Linked DNA regions of Mus musculus: regions 1 and 3 are each linked to region 2. A link is a contact called in public HiChIP or PLAC-seq data. All regions are on one chromosome and are shown on one strand. Each heading gives the region's core, a stretch centred on a gene start, on an enhancer-like site or on the middle of the called end of the contact. The rest is flanking DNA. Distances are from core to core; before and after follow the strand shown.

Evidence for each region. HiChIP or PLAC-seq counts read pairs in DNA pulled down with a chosen protein or histone mark.
Region 1: a contact with region 2 is called in an H3K27ac HiChIP or PLAC-seq map of embryonic stem cells, with 5 read pairs. The contact joins the promoter of Wwp2 here to the promoter of 1110028F18Rik in region 2. A contact is called at or near these places in 1 of 39 promoter capture datasets (liver) and 1 of 115 datasets of contacts at active chromatin or transcription factors (embryonic stem cells).
Region 3: a contact with region 2 is called in a FOXA1 HiChIP or PLAC-seq map of pancreatic cancer cells. The contact joins the promoter of 4930517G24Rik here to the promoter of 1110028F18Rik in region 2. A contact is called at or near these places in 1 of 484 Hi-C or Micro-C datasets (the G1E-ER4 cell line) and 1 of 115 datasets of contacts at active chromatin or transcription factors (pancreatic cancer cells).

Annotation. Positions count from the first base shown.
Region 1 is chr8:107,434,593-107,438,197 of GRCm38.p6, forward strand. Wwp2 (WW domain containing E3 ubiquitin protein ligase 2) reads left to right here and starts at 1,778. Exons shown (of 24, transcript NM_025830.4): 1 at 1,778-1,849.
Region 2 is chr8:106,585,241-106,588,497 of GRCm38.p6, forward strand. 1110028F18Rik (RIKEN cDNA 1110028F18 gene) reads left to right here and starts at 1,903. Exons shown (of 3, transcript NR_045470.1): 1 at 1,903-2,177.
Region 3 is chr8:107,204,054-107,207,286 of GRCm38.p6, forward strand. It overlaps 4930517G24Rik (RIKEN cDNA 4930517G24 gene), which reads left to right and starts at 1,277. Exons shown (of 3, transcript NR_166499.1): 1 at 1,277-1,536.

The DNA of each region.
Region 1 (3,605 bases), core at 528-3,027, 850 kb after region 2:
TCTTCAGAGTAGGGTGAGTCCATGACTTGACTCATTCACTACGAACTGACTCCATGATGGAAGTACCACTGTGGCCATAAAACTCAGCACACAGACAGCACCACCTGCCAACATGAAAACAGAGACGGGGGGGGGGGGGGGGGGGCAGGTGAGATGGCTCAGCGGGTAAGAGCACTGACTGTTCTTCCGAAGGTCCTGAGTTCAAATTCTAGCAACCACATGGTGGCTCACAACCACCCATAATGGAATCTGGCGCCCTCTTCTGGTGTGTCTGAAGACAGCTACAGTGTACTTATAATAATAAATAAATAAAATCTTAAAGAAAGAAAGAGAGAAAGAAAGAAAACAGAGACATAATCCACCAAAGTCCCCAGTTCTGGGAAAGTCTCTAGATGCATTCATCTCGCCTTTTGGCTTCTGTAGTTCTGTTGCTGTTTCTGCTAACTGGAGCATGTCGACCCAGGACGCGAATTTTGCGCTTAAAACCTCGCCCCGAGAAAGGCTTGATACTACACAGGGATCCTGAACACCCAGTGTAGTCACAGGGTGGCTAATAAAGACTTTCTCTTGGTAGATACCCCACAGCAAAGACACCGGACACACAGGTGGTACACAGATACACTTCAAGAGAAACATCTATGTAATAAAATACAAATGAAAATGTAATATTTCAGTTAACAAAAACCCAACAAAAATCCAGGTAATCAGAACAATTAACTCGGTGGTGGATGCCAGCCTAGGTTACATAAAATCTTGCCCCACCTGTCTCCTCTCTCACCCCTAACCCTCCACCCCAATGGTATAAACTGGTAATCCTAACTACTCAGAAGCTAAGGCAATGGAATTAAAAGTTCTTGGCCAGTTGGAGCATTTAAAATAAGACCCTGTTCCAAATAAAAACCAGAAAGGAAGCAAAATGGCTGGGAACATAGGTCAGTTGGGACGCCCTGGACTAGTCACGTTCAACTGTCAATCTTGCAAAACCCAGAAAGTTTCTGTTGTCCAGGCTACGGTGAGGTATGTCTACAATGCCAGGAATCAGGTGGCCAAGGACAGCGCTGGGTTCCAGGTCAGCCAGGGTTACTTACATAGATTCCCTGTTTGTTAATTCATAATGTTCAGTTTACTCCGTAGGGGAGGGGAGCGGGGGGGGGGGGATGGGAGTTGGTTCCCCATGGGGAAGACACGTAGGGACTCCGGAAGTTTTGAAAGGGTGTCAGGTTGTCGTGTGTCATGTCCCATGCTCCACTCCCGTCCCTCTTTCCAGTTTTGCTTCTTGGAACAACAGATGCCTTACAAAGGCCAGGGCATTTATACTTCTAGAACTGAGAACAAGGCCTTACAGAGTTGGCACAAGCTAACGACATTACATGGGATGCTCAAGTTTGATCAGTATACATCTGTGGTACCAAAACATCCTTTGCAAATTTGGGGACATGCTTAGAGTTACACGGTTTATCTGACACTCAAGTTTGGAGGGGGGGAGCGTACTGTTTTTTATCCAGCAACTCCTTCAAGACTTGACTTAACTGATCGGATGGTCTTCTCCCACCTGTACCATGGCGGGAAAACAACTGTACTTGCTTCCAAAGGCATACATAAAGACCCCGGGGCCCGGTGAGCCCTTATTTTATACGTTTGCTCGGGCACAGCCCGGGTGATCCTTGCAATCCCGGCCCTGAGCGGGTCAAACGCTCGCCGCCCGGGTCCTAGGTGGTCCGCACCTGCGCGCCCCGGCCAGCCTCTTCCGGGTCAGGTGACCGCGCACGCCCACGTGACCCGGCCCGAGTGCGGGCGCTGGAAGGCGGAAGTGGAGCGGAGTTAGGCGCCGCTGGTGTGGCCGCGGCAGGTAGGTGGCGCGGGGGCACTGGGGGGCTCGGCAGCGAGCGGGCGGCGCGGGGCAGCCAGGGGGCGGCGGGCGGCGCGAGGGGCCGGGGGCGGCGCGGGGCGGGCGCCGGGGGGCGGCGGCTTCCTGTGGGAGGGGCCTGGCGCGCGGTTCCGGCCTCCGAGGAGGGATGTCCCGGCTCGCGCCCGGGCGGGGTGGGCGCGGGGCCCGGCGGGAGTCGCCCGCTGGTGGCGCTTCCGGAAGGAGACCCCCAGCCCCGGGTGCCTGCGGTGCGGAGGAGCCGTGTCTGTCTGGGAAGGGGGCCCGACCTCAGCCGGGGAAGACTCATTTGCTCCCTGGAAGGGGCTGCCTGGGAGTGGGCGTCTGGCTTGTAGGGACAGGGAGAAAAAAATCTGGACGATGCGGCCTGGACCCCATTCCAAGAGTCTTTTTTCCTTCCGTCCTCTTTAAAAAGGATGGCGATCCGGGACTTTGATACCGGTTCTGTTCAGTTCTTTAAACTTCAGGAGGGATCCCTGAGTCTTGATCGTCTGACTCTGGTCACACCCACTTTGCCCTGTTTGGGTAGGGTTTCCACTTGTTGGGAACCTTGCCCATCAGATCGTCTTTCTTTGAGATGCTCCCGGATCGGGTCATCTTGGAGGCCACCAAAAAAAAAAAAAAAAAAAAAAAAAAAAAGACGTGTAGGTGCTTTGCTGTGATCATAACAAGACTTTTAACCTACACTGTTGTTGGCGACCTGGGCCGGCGTTACCTCAGCAACGCATTGACTGCTGAAGTCATGGACAGTTGAAAGTCTGCCCATACCGATTTGAGACCTCTCAAGCTTAAATTATGCAGCTTCCTTTACCATGTGACTGCTTATCTTGACCAGCTGTGACTAGGTGGGGTGACTGAGAAGTTTCTCTTGTGTTCCTTAGAACTGTGACCTAGATCGTAGTTTTTGAGGTTAAAAATACCCATCTTAAGATTCTTCATCCTCTAGGCCTAGGCCTGAAGATGGCTCCAAGTTCCAAGCCAGCCTAAATAAACAAACAGGCCACCCTCTTTTCCCTTCACTTTTGCTAAGGTTTGCAGAAGTGAAGCAAAGTTTATGAATGCAACGAAGGTCAGGGTTCAAATGGGACATTGACAGGAGCCAGAATCACAGGTCGCTAGGGGGGAAAAAGCACTTTGCATTAATATATTAGGAGTTGAAGACTTGGGGGGTATATTATAAGCATTTAAAAGTTAATTTTTGTAGCAGTCTCGAGAAGTCATTCACACTTTATAGATAACAAGCTAAGAGAATTGACTTAAAATAAAAGATGTATTTTTATTTGTGTGTATGTTCCTGTGTGTATGTGCCCACCAAGGACAGACAGAGCATTGGGTCCTTTGGAGCTAGAGATACAGGTGGTTGTGAGCCTCTGGATTTGCATGCTGGGAACTGACCTTTGGTCCCGTGGAAGAGCAGTGAGTGCTTTCGCCTGCATCTCTTTAGTCTCAGCCTGCCTGACATCCTCATTTTGTTTTTCTTCCTTGTTTACTGTCTTCCTGCTAGGACTGTAAATCATTCAAGGGCAGTGATCTTATTTTACCTGACTTCTTTGGCTACTAGCCCCAGGCCTGGTATGTTAGGAGTACTTGGTCAGTGTTTGAGAAGTAAATGAGTTTTTAAAGGTCACACTGCTCGGTGTATGTGGAGAACAAGGGGTTAGAGCATAAGTTTCCCGTCCCTTTCTCTGTTTAGTGTTACTGGTCTATGGAAAGCCAGAAC
Region 2 (3,257 bases), core at 653-3,152:
GTGAATGTTTACTGACAGACGGACGGGCTGACTGAACAAATGATCTCATTGAACAATACGGGCCTCTTCCCCTTGAGTCTGGACCCTGGAACTTTCCCAGACTGCCTTGGACACCTTGTTCTTTGCCCTTATTTTATGGCTCTGGTTTCTTAACCCTGACAGGAAGTTTCTGCCACCTGCTTTAGTCTGCCTCCAACCGGGCCAGCTCCACCTTGCCTCCTATAAAATGTGGAAAAACTAAATCCCAGCCCTTCTACCAACACAGGCTTAAGTGGCACTCATGTGTACACGCACACTCAAGTGCAGAAGGTCACTCAATGCTTACTGAGTCTGAGATGACTGACTTACGGAGGTTTATATGGGGTTGTCCAAGTTTTAGCATGTAAAGTCCTTTGTCTTGGGAACCCTTCATCTCTGGCAAATGGAGACAGTTGGTCACCCTAGCACTAAGGGTCATTCTATGTAGATAATGTTATTGCCCTTTTTTCTGTTGCTGGTATTTAGCACAGTGCCTGGTCCACTATATCTTACCCCAGTTTGCCTACTACTGGCCATGGATAATCTTACCACCTCTCAGTTTCCCTAAGAGGAAAGAGGAACCGCTGCTTCCCATGCAGACTTCCCTAATACGAGTAGAACAGTTTGCAACCCGGTGCCTGCCTTGGCCTCTCAAGTGCCTGGCTTGCAATTTTTAATCATCATGCATTATTCAGAACATTTATATTTTGTTCTGTAACTGTAACTATTCCTCCAGTGCTTAGTCTGGAGATTGAGCTGAAAATTGAAAATCAATGGACAGGACCCATAAATTTCACTCAGTTGAGAACTAACTCCAAGGCTCCTATGGGAAGAAATGGCAACCAGAATACTATATAGCCTCCAATGCCAAGAAGTCCAAAATTATCTGCTTGGCAGTGCCACCCATAATCCTAGCTACTGGGAAGACTGAAGCAGGAGGATCACCAATTGGGCTATGGAGCAAGGTCAAAGCCGTATTGAAAATTTAATGAGACTCTATTTCAAAATAATAAGAGAACAAAGCTGCCAGGTTGGTGGTGGTGTATGCTTTTAATCCCAGCACTTGGGCGGCTGAGATGGGTGGACCTCTGAGTTCAAGGCCAGCCTGGTCTACAGAGCAAGTTCCAGCACAGCCAGGGCTACACAGAGAGACCCTGTCTCAACTCCCCTGCCCCCCACCCCCAACCAAAAAAAAAAAAAAAAGGCTGGGAGCTCCAGGGGTGATGCTCAGCTGGCAGAGCTCTTCTGAAGCAAGGACAAAGTCTTGCGGTCCATCCCATAGACAGAATATCCAGGGTACTTGTGGTAGCTCCCCAGAATTAGGGAGTTGGGAATAAAAGAATGAGAAGTTCAGGATCATCCCCCGAGTGCCAGATCAGCCTGGAGTATGAGACCTTAACATGGAAACATGATGGTTCTTTGGAAAGTTGGTTGGATAGTTTTGCTGGGGCAAACATTCGAGTTTGAAGGAACATTTCATTAAAGTGGACCCAGGTGTGAAAGGCTAAGGCGGACTGAAGCAGACACAGGAGAGAGGATGTTCTGCTAAAGCAAGCATGTGAAAGGGCACGTGATGAAGGACTTTTCTTTTTTTTTTTTTTTTTTTTTTTTTTGCTAACATGTATTGGTCTGCCTCCCATTGCATGCTTTGAGCTGCATTTGTTGGGACACCAGAGAGAAATGCACCAAAAAGCTTCTGAGGGTGTGCTGCAGTTTGTTGCTGCTTCCAAGGACTTGGGCTGATTGGATGCGCATGCTGAGGCAAGACCCGTCTGAGGCAAGATATGTGGAGGACACGTGATGTTTGAAGGAGTCAAGGGATAGTAACAGAGGCTGCGCTTGGCTTGCTTATAGAGCTAGCTGTGCAACGCTTATGGGTGTGGCGGCTTTGCTGATGTTCGTTTCCCTGAGAGAGGCATAGCTGAGAACTTCTCCTGGCATTCCTCCTAATCCCTCCGGCTGACTGGAGCCCAGGCTGAAGCCTGGCTGGCTCTGCTAGGTCTTGTCACCACTGTTACTAATCCAACTCTACTGAACTGGACTGCTGGTGTATCCATGAAATGCTTGTGAGTGAGTAGAGCTTCGGCTGCCTGGTAACCTGTGACCTGAACTGATTTCCAGAGAACCTTCCTAAACAGGTCTACTCTCCCCTGACCCCTGTATCCTTTCTTTTTCATTACCTCTGGTGGCTGGTGAGCTAAAAGGGAGGTTAAAGCATCATTAAAAATAGGATTTAAAGAATTAAAGTTACAAGACCTTATCTCAAAAAAAAAAAAAAAAAAAACAAACCAACAACAACAACAACAACAACAACAACAAAAAACTAAAGCAAAACCAGAAAGAGCAGGCATGGCCTGTTGTGGTGGCACATGCCAGTAGGATCTGCTGAAAGAGCAGGCATGGTGACACACACTGTTAATCCTAGCACTCTGGAGGCAGAAACAGGAGATCTCTGTGAGCCAGCCTGGTCTACATAGAGAGGCTTTCTCAAAAACAAACAATCTAACTAATAAATAAGTAGATTAATCAACTCAATTAAATGGGCTCAAACTTTCTAGGGTTAGAAGAAAACTGGGAACTTCTTCTAGGCTTGTTTGTTATCTTAGAGGGGAAACAGAGTTACTGAAGGAAAACCATTTTGCTTTCAGATCACACCAGCCAGTTCCCTACAATATGTTCTGGCTAGCTCCTGGGAATTGAAAAAAAAAAAAAAAGTGAGACACAAAGTTTCTTTCCTCCCTTGACGTTTTTTGAGGGAGGGTTTCATTGTGTAGTTCATGCTGGCTTGGAACTCCCTATGTTGGCCAGGCTGGTCTCCAATTTATAATCCTCCTGCCCCAGCCTCCTTAGGGCTGGAATTACAAGTGTGCATTATCATGCTGGCTTCAAAGTTCCTTATAGTAAGGAAAATTTACACACACACACATCCATGTACCCTGTGCGTGTGCGCATGTACACACACACCCACACACCACACATCACTTCTAGATATAGAATAATATATAGTCTAAGAAAACAATGTTTTAATTTAAAAAATAAAAGCAATTTGGGCACGTTAGCAAACATCTGTAATCCTACTATTTAGGAGATCGAGGCAGGAAAATCAGAAGTTCAGGGCTAGCCTCATCTACATGGTGAGTTTTAGACCAGCCTAGGCTACCTGGAATTCTAAATCAAACAAAGCAAAAGCAGAGTTGTTTGTCTCTAGACACTCCCCCAACACACACACACACACACAC
Region 3 (3,233 bases), core at 27-2,526, 620 kb after region 2:
AAAAAATCACATACAATATGATCCGACTTATGTGACATGTCCAGAATAGTCAAGTTCAGACACAGATTGGGACAAATTGGACTTGACAGGGATGGAAGGGTCATGTTGCTAGGGACTGCTTGTGAATATAGGGGGATGAAGGCTTCAGTTAGTGGTCATGGCTGTTTAAGTATAGCAAAGGCCCTACACTGTAGGGCCTTTTTTTTTTTTTTTGGCTTTTCGAGACAGGGTTTCTCTGTATATCCCTGGCTGTCCTGGAACTCACTCTGTAGACCAGGCTGGCCTCGAACTCAGAAATCCACCTGCCTCTGCCTCCCAAGTGCTGGGATTAAAGGTGTGTGCCACCATGCCCAGCTCCTACAGTGTATTCTTAAAAGGGTGAATTTTATGATATATGAATAGAAGCACAACACTTTATTTTTAGACAGTGTCTGTCTATGTGGCCCTGCCTGTCTTAGAACTCATTTTCTAGACCAGGCTGGCCTTGAACTCACAGAGAGCTGCTTGCCTCTGTCTCCTGAGTGCTGGGGTTAAAGTTGTCTACCACCATGCCGGGATAGCATTCTCCTTTTCAAAGCTATTTTAATTTTGTGTATGTTGTCTGTGTGCTGGTATGCCCACATGTGTGGGTGCCTGAGGAGGCTAGAAGAGAGTGTTGGGTCTCCTGGTGCTGGAGTTACAAAAAGCCGTCTCAATAGGTGAGCCATCACATCTCTCCGGGCTCAACCATCCTTCTCTGTCGTTCATGCTTCGAGACTGGGATATAGCTCAGTGACAACAGGAGCTTACCTGGGATGCTCAGGACCCTGGATTCAACTCCCCTGCAAGTACTGCACTAAAGTAAAAAAAAAAAAAAAAATCACCTATTCAAAGCAGGGTGTGGAGTACCTAAGACAGGCCAGCCCGGAATTGGTCCTGGAAAGCAACAACTGGATCGCCCCAAGGGCAGTTTAATGATGGTACCAAGTGCAGAGTGTAGGGAGGGTCTAGGGAAAATTTGTCTCAAGTCATAATGAAGCAGTTCAGGGTCGGTGGAGGGGCAGCCAATACTATCCTGATCTGAAAAGGGGTGTAGGGGCAAGGTGTGAGCGATCTCCAGGAAGAACTGTGGAGGAGGGCTTCCAAAGGGGGCTTCCACATTGAGCAAGCTCCCTACTGCATCCTGTCCTCCGCTCAGCCTCTCCTCTGTGTGGACACCCATCAGGGCACCCACCTGTCAGCCAGTGGGACAGGGGCTTAGGCAATGGGGGCCTTCAGTGCACAGTGCGCATGCGTGAGTCTGACATCTACAGAGGCAGTTGGCATTGGCCCCATTCAAGCACTCCCCGAGGTCTACAGTGGAGAAGAGAAGGCTGCCAAGCCCCTGTGAAGAAGAAAGAGACTGTGTATCGTCCCAGCCCCTCGTGACTTCACACTGGGTGTGAAGACAGAATAGGATCCTGAAAGAGGCCGACTTTAACGAAAGGAATGAGTGTGTGCACTTTTGGACATGGCGTCTAGATGTCCTTCCAATTAAGCGGTGCACAGTAAGTTGGGGTGAGTCCTGGTGATGAAGGTGCCCTTCATGACCATGGGGAAGCTTGGAAATGGATACTAAGCACCCCTGGGGGTGTATTAATGCAAGTACAGAAGGACAACTCCACGCTGAGGGACACCCCTCTGGGGCTCAAAGCCTAGGGTTGAGCCGGAGAGTCTGATAATGGGCAGACACCCAAGGCCTGCTCTTGGAAGCCAGGATGTGTGTGGACTGCGCCCTCCCCGGAGGTTACCCCGAGTGCTGGCGCAGCTCTCTGGCTCAACCGCCCGAGCACTCACGGGGCTCCTTCCAGCCTTTATTGGGACATCTGCCACCTCCCAGGTCCTCCTCTTCCAAAGCCAAGAAGGGTCAGAGGAAGGGAGTGTCCCTGTATACCAACGTAGCAGAGCAGCTTCTGAAAGCTGAGGGGGGCCCCCAGGGAGAAAACATGGCCGTGCCAATTTTGAAAGGTCCCCAAACGACTTCTAAAAGCACCAAGGCCCATGAGTAAGACTGCGGTGCTGGATGGAACGCGGGGGCAGGAATGCTGCCCAGATCCCTGGCAGGAGCTGCGGGAAGAAAGCAGGCCAGGGCGCTGCCTCTGCAGCAGACGCATTGTCCCCCCTGTTCTGTGGGCTCTTGGGTATCTCTGTCCAGGCAAAGCCCGAGCCCACCCGTGGGCAGCTTCTAGCCTGCAAGGCTCAGCACCCTGCAGGATTCTCTTCCACACAGGTCCCTCACCTCTGGCTCCACGCCCAGCCAGTTGCCCACAGACTGGAAAACAAAGGAACACTGCCTTCCCTGGAGACCTGTGCTTAAGGGATGGAAGGGATGGGCCTTGGGCAGGCTGGGCGGATACTCTGTTGATTTTTTTTTTTTTTTTCCGAGTGCAGAGACTATGACAGCCAATTCCTGTTGGAAGTAGCTTTGTTTTCTTTGGATGGTGGAACACTTTTCCTTTCTCGTGACTGTGGCAGTTTTGGGTCATGTTTAGGATGGTGACTAGTTAGCCTAATTATGTGCCTTCCACAACCACGTTCTTAACCTTTTGGGGCACAGATGTTATTACAACCTTGATTGAGAAGAGGGGTCACCTCTTCTCTCTCCCCTCTGCGCCTCAATCGGAGCATTTAACTCCTAGTGGGTTAGGACTCTTTGTAGAGGCCAGGAGTGCGTAGCTCAACAGGTTCAAGGCCCTGAATTCTGTCCCAGTTTGGGGACAAAAATGAGAAACTGTTGGGTTAAGGAAAATAAGGAAAGGCCCTTCCTGTCCCCCTATATTCTACCCTAGATTTCCTTCAGTCTGGTTTTTAAGATTCCTAGCACTGGTTGGGTCAGTGCGCCCTGCTTGGCTCCTGTCTGAATCAGTCCATGTGTCTAGGCACGTTTCTAGCTAAGGCTGCCTCTGGGTGAAGGCTCCAGGACCGCACCACGCCTCTCTTTCAGGCATCAGGCTATTCCAGAGGGATTTGTAAGCTCTTTGTCTTATCTCTGTCTCTCTATTACACAGAAGCCGGGCAACCAGAGTCTCTGTAGCTTCAAGGAGAGGTGGCCCTATTTCCAAGGAGCAGGTTCTAGGGAGACAGGCGTTGTCTGGTTTTGTTAAATTCCAGCAGAAAGTCACTTTGCCAAAAATGCCAAAAATAAAAAGGACTGTCTAGACACTCACATATTAGACACTCTAATATGAACAGAGACTTTGACCTTGACGTCATCA